Linked DNA regions of Mus musculus: region 2 is linked to region 1. A link is a contact called in public promoter capture Hi-C data. All regions are on one chromosome and are shown on one strand. The core of a region is the stretch at or near the end of the contact, and the rest is flanking DNA. Distances in the headings are between cores, read along the strand shown.

Region 1 (4,042 bases), core at 823-3,322:
CACTATTTCCCTCACTGTCCAATCACAGCAGTCAAGAAGCCTGGAAACATCAAGTTGGATGGTAAGAAAAAAAGGTCTACGAAGGAATCTCTAACGCAGTCACACGCCAAACTTCCTTGGCTTGGCATGCTTTTCATTGTAAAAGCACCAAGATCTATTTATGATGCTTTTTGATTGACACCCACAAGCATTCCAGCTGACACAGACTTTGCAGATTGTAAGGAAGTCCCTGTGAGCTCTTTAAGTAGCCCAGATGAGCAAAGCACGCAGAACAGTACCATAATGAGCACCTCTCTCAGGCGCTCATAAATTCTTTCATTCCCAGCAATCAAAAAGCAGCTGTTAAAATCCAGAACTCTTCCCAGTAGCAGATCTGAAATACCTCCGGGCTGCCCAGAGAAGCTCCACAACGGCTTCTTCTCTTCCTCCCTCCCCCATCCCTGGAGTGCCAGCCTGGCAGGATAAGGATGACCCAGGAAGGGGGTGTGGGTGGAGGGGAGTAGCGGATCTGGTGTAAGCAGAGACGCAAGACTCCCTTCTTTTTCACCACAAAGAAAAACTAACCCTCTGTGCCAGCCAACCAGGTTTCTCCTGCTCTCCCCAGGCACACTAACTTCGTAGTCTGATGAGTCTGGCATTTCTAGAGTTCGCGACCTCAGCCACCCTGAGTCCTTTCCTGAAAGATCTTGAACCAGGAGCTAGCGGCGTCTGAACTCCTTTACAGGTTAAGACTCAGCCTGCCTTTACCTTTTAACCCGCCAGGACGCTACTCCGGGGGTCAAGTTCAAGATGAAGGTGCTCTCCTCACCACCCTGAGTTCACTCTGCAGGAAGCTGTATTACTCAGACCGGTCCCACTACTCCAGGCACAAGAATCTGGGGCTGCCAAGCCGGAGCCGAGGCAGCCTGAAGAAGACTGTCACAGCTCGGCGTCCTCCTCCCTCGGCCGCGGCACCGCGTTTCTTCTACCTGGCCATGGCCGCATTTCCTCCGGGAGCCTTTACACAATAAGTCAAGTAAGTTTTGGGAACTCCAGTCCAGAGATCTTGCTGACTGAAAACACGCTACACAATGCCCAGGGCTTCCTTCCCCGCCAGCCGTTCCGGAAAGCGGCCGCGCCGAACCCAAGGGCCCCCCCCCACACACACACACACACCCAAAAGTCCTCCAGGAAGAACCTGAATCCCCATAATGCCTCCAAAGTAACTACTCGTCGCCCAAGGACAAGGGGACTCGCAAACTTGACACGACCCTTCATTTAGCTGGCACTACTAAAAGGAAGAGAAAAAAAAAAAATCCTCAAGGTCTAATCCCAAATCATCACCCTATCACCAACACCACCAGGGAAAGAAATTGGCTTGCATCTGCGAGCCGCAGCCTGCAGGAGCGAATCACACACTTTCAGCTCACGGTGGGCGATACGATTCCCCACCCCACCCCCACCCCCGCTGAAGTTCTCCCGGGAACTTGGCGACCCGCGCGCGGCGACACTCAAGACCCCGCGGTGCCAGGCGCCCCGCCTGCACGTCCCCCTACTCCCCCCACCCAGGTGCCCGGCGCAGCCCAGGCCCTGTCTAGCCAAGGGACCGAAGAGGCGGGCAAGGGCCGGCTGGGAAAGTCCTGAGCGCCGCGTGATCCCAATGTCCCCCTAGCCCGGCTCTGCTGCAACCCGTTCCTCCGGGAGCGCAGGAAACGGCCTGCACCGACTCCCCGGCAGCGCCTAGCCCCAGGCCGGGAGCTCCGGCGTGCCTGCGCCTATTCCGGGAAAGCTCCCGCTGGGCCCGGCGGAGGAGGGGGCGTCCCGAAACTTTCCCACCAGCCTGGCTCTCGTTTCCCAGGCTGCTCTCCGGGACCCTTCCTTCCCCGCCCGCTGCGGACTCCCGGGGGCCGGCAGCGGCGCCCCGGCAGCGAGAGTTACCTGCCAGGAAAGTTTCCAGCTTTCGGCGCGGTTCCCACCCCGGGGGCCGAGCCTCAGGGCGCAGAGGGCTGGGCGCTTGGCGGCTGCGGCTCCTGCGGCTCCCGAGCCGGGCTCCCGCAGCTGCCACCGCGGAGGCAGCGCTCCGGCCCGTCCCCGCGCCTCGCTCGGCCCACACCGGGACCTCATTGGCAGCGCGAGTCCCCGCCCTTGCGCGTGTTCCGGAAGGCACCTTCCCTGTGCGCGCCCGCCGGGGCTGTGCCTCCCGCGCCCCTCCCGACCGGAGCTGCCCCGGCTCTGGGACCCGCTGGGGCGCCGCACGCCAACTTTCCTCCCGGCGCCTTCGCCCCCTCCTCACCCAGCATGTCCTCTGCGGGAAGCTAAGCTTTCCGGGAGAAGGTTGCTCCCCTGGGGCCTCGCCTGGACCCCAGTGGGACAGGATCAGAAGTGTGATTAGCCCTCTCCTCCTTTTTTTAGCCGTTTTAGAATCAGTAAAGTGGCTCGGCCTTCGGTCTGCGCTGCTCTCTGAAAGCATCCGAGGAGGACATATGGGAGCAATTAGCCAAGCTGAAGTTTCCGCGGATGCCTTAGGGTGGCTTTGTTGGCTTTTCTTCCCCTCGCTTAACTAAACACAAACAAATACACTTTCTTGTTCCAAAATGAGCTGAGAAAGATGGAAAGTGCATCTCGCCCATTGCACCTTTTTCTTTCTGGAAAGTTAAGTTGGGGTTGTTCCGGGGATCAGTGACTGCCCAGAGTCAGGGGCAGTCCTCCCTCCTCGAACTCTGTGGCTAGCAGTACTGTCTGGGCTAAGTACACTGGCCAGCGGCTAGCTTCCTTGTCAGGAGGAGGAGTCCTGGAGGAAGAACAGACAAAGATGCTATTATTAAGTAGGCTGGTGGCAGTAAATTAAACTCCCTAGTTCCCAAAATGTTTTGTTATTCCCAATAGAACAGAAGTTTGAAAATGGCCTAGGGAACTGGGAGACCTGGGTCCTCCACAACCTCCCAGGAATCCAGGCAGCCAATTTATATGTAGAAGGCTCAGCCCTCTCTATTCCCAAAAGCCCTTTGGGCCCCCTTTCTTTGCAGAAGGATCAACTAGAAATTCCAACAGGAATTGCACACAGGCCGCCCATCCGTGTAAGGAGAGTGAAGAATACAGAAGTTGCTATAAATGGGTTTATTGCCAACCCCTAACCTTTGCTGTGGCAAACCTGCCTTTAAAGACAACTGTGTTTTAAACAACTTTCCCTATAAAAACTTCAACCTCACATAGAGCTTCCCAATATAAAGATAGCTGCAAGAATGGTGTTTGCATTTAAAGTTCCTGTGAAAAGTGACAGGAAGCAAAAGGCTGCTCAATCTATCTCTCCATAATAAATAAAAGATGGTTCGAATGTGTTGGGTATTTTTCACTCGTATAGTCAAAGACCTGATTATCACTATATTTATAAGTATGCAGCGAACATATCCCAGCCTTTACTCAAGCAAATCATGACATGAATATTCAAAGCAAGTAAGGACTCCTGGTAAGCCAGGAAGGTCACAGACACCCCCTCCACCTCCAATGCTGGTTGTTAAAAACCAGGTTGGTGTTTGATTAACTTCTCTTGAAAAACAGTGTGTAAAACTGACCAGTCTTTCAACCACGGATGACAAAGTCAGACTACATGGATAAGACAATGACCCAAACAAAAGACAAAAACCCAGCCGTCCAGTCTGAAATACTATAAGATGTAAGAGAAACTCCTAAAGACTCAAGCAGGTCCAGGTCCTGGCTTGTTTGTAGTGGTTTCTTTCTTTCTTTTTTTTTTTAAGATTTATTTATTCATTATATGTAAGTACACTGTAGCTGTCATCCTCGTTATGGATGGTTGTGAGGCACCATGTGGTTGCTGGGATTTGAACTCCGGACCTTTGGAAGAGCAGTCAAGCAGTCGGGTGCTCTTACCCACTGAGCCATCTCACCAGCCCCTGTTTGTAGTGGTTTAAATGGGTAGATAGTGGATGAAATTCGTGAATCTGTAGATTCTTCTTGGACTATCCTTAGTTATCTTTCCAAACTTTAATAAAATTGCTTAAACTGAGCTTTGAGGGCAATTAGGCTTCTTCCTCTCTCTCTCTTC
Region 2 (4,040 bases), core at 712-3,211, 610 kb before region 1:
TTAAGCAGCCTTGAAGAAATTACACTTGGAGAAGTCAGACACAATACAACTGTTGTATAACACAGTTAAAATCATAAAGACTAAAAGAACAAAACAAAACAAACAAAAACCCAGAAAGGCAGTGACCAAGGGGGGTGGAGGTCAAGACTTACTCCTTTAAAGTGTGTTCGGATGAAAAGCACTATGGTGATAGGCAGTGATAATGATTATAGACTGCCAGAATACTTAATATAAAAATCAACTGTATGCTTAAACACAACTAGGATGCTAAGTTTTATGTGATGTCATTTCACTACCAAAAAAAAAAAAAAACCTTGAGAGAGAAAAAAGATGATGCATGAGGCTGATTAAAACCTGTATTTGGAGAGACATTCAATCCTTATTACCTATACAGAACCCTGGTTTGATGATGTATGCTTTTAATCCCAGCCCTGAGAAGGTACAGAAACTCTGGTCAGCTTGCATGCCAGTCCCTGTGTGTTCCTATCTGTCTGTCTGTCTGTCTCTCTGTCTCTGTCTCTCTGTCTGTCTCTCTCTGTCTCTCTGTCTCTCTGTCTCTCTGTCTCTCTGTCTCTCTCTCTCTCTCTCTCTCACACACACACACACACACACACACACACACGAAAAATAGTACACACACACACACACACACACACACACACACGAAAAATAGTAAAGACAACTCCTGAGGAGTTATAACCAGAGTTGGCCCCCGAGTGTGTCTTTGGAGAAACAGAACCTCATAATCTTCCCAGCTCCATTCCCTCAAAGACAAAATATTTAATCACTGGGGGTGGCTTCAGGACTACCCACAGGTACTACTCTCGACTACCACCATAACAATTATTCATGTATTTTCACGAATGGATCAGTTAATCCATTTAACTGATTTTTAATACTTTTAATATTAAAGTTAATATTTTTAATAATCTAAAAATTTTAACAATCTGTAGACTTGATAAATATTAAAGTTAATATTTTTAATAATCTATTTAAAAATTTTAACAATCTGTAGACTTGATATTGAAACCCAAAGTCTCTTTTCTGGTCCTGTATCTCCAAATATTGTCTGGAAATTTACAATTCCCTATTCTTAAATCACTAAAAAAATGTAAGAGGTCAGGGTAGAAGTGACAGCTCAGCAGTTATGAGGCTTGCTGTTTTTATAGAGGATCTGGGTTCCACTCCCAGCACCCACATCATAATTCATAAGCACCTGCAGGCATGTGTGGCACAAATATATACATGTAGGCAAATACTCATGCACATAAAATAGACCTAAACATTTTAAAACAGAAACAAAATCAGAAGATTTCTAAATAATAAAACATTTGGAACACTCCCAAAACCTAAGGCACCATGTGTAGCTAACGTAAGAATGCTTTGCCGGTCACATATGAGGAGAGAAGGAAGGGCAGGCAGACAAAAATCAACCAAGCTTACCCAAACTATCTGTCCCCCAAGTCCATTAGTTATCAAAAGTAGCAAACCTGCTCTTTCTTAATAACAAGGAAGACATCAAACATTAACTACTCAATTAATTGATATTATATAAAAGACAAAAATAAAACAATAGTGACCATAAAAAGAACTTACAGATAAGAGAAGGAAATTGTGGAGAAAAGGTCTGATCATCATCCTCTAAGGGCTCAAAATAAGATGTGTAAGAATATGCAACAAAGATTCTAAGAGTTGTAATGATTTTAAATGCAATATATGTAAAAATGAGAAACACTGAAAGGGACCAAGCATAAAAACTGAAACCAAACCAAAGAAAACATTACTCTTCTCCTCACTGCTGTGAGAAAACAAAGCAACAGAAGCCACTGACAAGAAGCGACTGCAGAGAGGAGGGAGACTATTCCCTCACAGTTTAAGGGATACAGTCTACCGTAGCGGCAGCAGGAGCTAACCCAGCTGGTCACGAACATTAGTGACGGTCACCTTGCAAAGCCAGCCAAGTGACTCATTGCCTCCAGCAAGGCCCCAGTTCCCAGAGGACCCACCTTTCAACACAACTCCAGGTGGGAACTAACTGTTCTAATACAACAAATATCTACCATCATATATCTATATATCACCATCATATATCGTGACACTAATTCCAGGTCCTAGTTACTAAACCCAAAATAAAAGACCCAGAACAGAAGTGATTTACTGCTTTGTTTACACTCTTCTAACGCCAGGGCTGAAGTTGCTTGCTTGTTCTACGTGAAGTTAGCTCTGTGGAGTATGTACTCTTCACTGTCAGGGAGGGAAAGGCTCTCACGATGATGACCATTCCCAAGTTCACTTACCTGATCCTCCGTTCCCGCCTCTAACATACATTTTAAGGGTTATTTTTGTGGGCCAATCAGATGGCTTAGTGAGTAAAGATGCCTAACCTGACAGCCTGGGTCTGGTCTCTCAGATTCATATGGTAGAGAGACCGGTCTCTCTCAAGTTGCCCTGACCTCCATACATGCATGCACTCACACATGTATAAAAAAATAGATTAATGTAAAATATTTTTTACAAAGGCCACTGTGATTATCTGGGAATGGAGGTATGCTTCTACTTGAGTGGCTAATATTTAGTCATGATAGTATTAAGACCATACTGAATTTTACTATGAGATGGGAGAATTTAAGGAAAAAGGACAATGATAAAAAAAAAAATTGCATGAAAAACATCCTGAATTAGTTCTGTAAACAAATCTTATAGAGTATGAAGGTAAACAAATCCTGAGTGGGTGGGGGAACAATATTGAAATGACTGATTTCCTTCTAAGTAAGATAGACGCACATACTTCATTTACCTAGAAAAGTCTAAGTTTATGATCTGCAAACTCCTAACTTAGGATTATCACGCCAAGATAAGTTTGTCTGAAGACAAGCAACACACCTTATAACTCTGGCTGTCCTAAAACTCATTCTGTAGACTAGCCTGGCCTCAAACTCAAGAGACTGCGAGAGTGCTGGGATGAAGTACTAATGCCCACCCCCACCCCCGGGATACTTAAGTACGCACACTTTTTAAACTGCAGCTGTTGGATAGTAAAGGCTATAGTCATCTAACTCAGAAACCTTCCCACCACCTGTTTTTTGTCATTTACATGCTTATTTGCTAAGTCCATACAAAACTGTTCATTACAAAGTAAAATTTTGCATTGTAAATTTAAAGACATTCATGATCACTGATATTTGTAAGTTTATCAACGAGTCTTCAGCACTAAGAAGCAAAAGCTTTTAACAAGCAGATGTGTTACTTTTTCAAGGTAGCTACAAAAATATGAAATGGAGGACTGTTATCTGGGATAAGGATTTTGAACTGGAAGACAACATTCATTAAAAGATACAAGTCTGCCGGGTGGTGGTGGTGGTGCACGCCTTTAATCCCAGCGCTCGGGAGGCAGAGGCAGGAGGATTTCTGAGTTCAAGGGCAGCCTGGTCTACAAAGTGAGTTCCAGGACAGCCAGGGCTAAACAGAGAGACCCTGTCTTGGAAAAAAAAAAAAAACCCAAAAAACAAAAAAACAAACAAAAAAAGAAGATACAAGTCTACAACTCGTTTTTTAAAAGCACAATGCTTAATTCTGCCTTCCATAGTTAATCATAATGTGAAGAGTCACCTAATGTGACTGTATTCATACCTAGTTCTTGTAGAAAGTACCTTAGTAGGATATCTGTTCAAAACAAACCTCCTGAGAGAAGGCAGAGGAGGCAGTGTCCTTTGAGAAATATAATTTGATGCTGTATGAAACTATTTTTGGCAATGCTGCTACATAAACTGATTGAATTTTGACAATGTAGGTATTATGTGAAAACTTATATAATTTGGTTGCATAAGTTGTAGGTCAAAAGCACAAAAAATACTAAAAAATAAAATAAAATGTGGTCCTTGAAAAATGTCTACCCAACAAAGATCTAGAAAGAATTTTTTAAAAATCCATTTACTTAATAGATTTTTATGGAATGTTTACTATGTGATGAGCATACAACTTTCAAAAAAGGGAATGGTAAGTTGAGCAGCACATTAAGGAGCTGTAGTCTAGTGAAGAAC

What was found. Promoter capture Hi-C pulls out the DNA fragments that hold promoters and counts their contacts.
Region 2: a contact with region 1 is called in a promoter capture Hi-C map of the C10 cell line, with 4 times the contacts expected there. The contact joins the enhancer-like site here to the promoter of Tanc1 in region 1. A contact is called at or near these places in 5 of 39 promoter capture datasets (the C10 cell line, cranial neural crest, embryonic stem cells and 2 more), 2 of 484 Hi-C or Micro-C datasets (the C2C12 cell line and olfactory sensory neurons), 13 of 115 datasets of contacts at active chromatin or transcription factors (the 230-238 cell line, the NIH/3T3 cell line, embryonic basal ganglia and 7 more) and 3 of 9 other capture datasets (embryonic stem cells, embryonic tail and embryonic trunk).

The regions. Positions count from the first base shown.
Region 1 is chr2:59,610,072-59,614,113 of GRCm38.p6, reverse strand. It overlaps Tanc1 (tetratricopeptide repeat, ankyrin repeat and coiled-coil containing 1), which reads right to left and starts at 2,072. Exons shown (of 27, transcript NM_198294.3): 1 at 1,918-2,072.
Region 2 is chr2:60,219,327-60,223,366 of GRCm38.p6, reverse strand. The region is part of intron 1 of Marchf7 (membrane associated ring-CH-type finger 7); the gene reads right to left. Among named protein-coding and RNA genes, the nearest start is that of Marchf7, 11 kb to the right of the region's middle. Within about 2 kb of position 1,961, at least 19 of the 459 cell types and tissues checked have an H3K27ac peak or open chromatin away from gene starts, as enhancers often do. A contact at or near this core is called in olfactory sensory neurons, where this site is marked.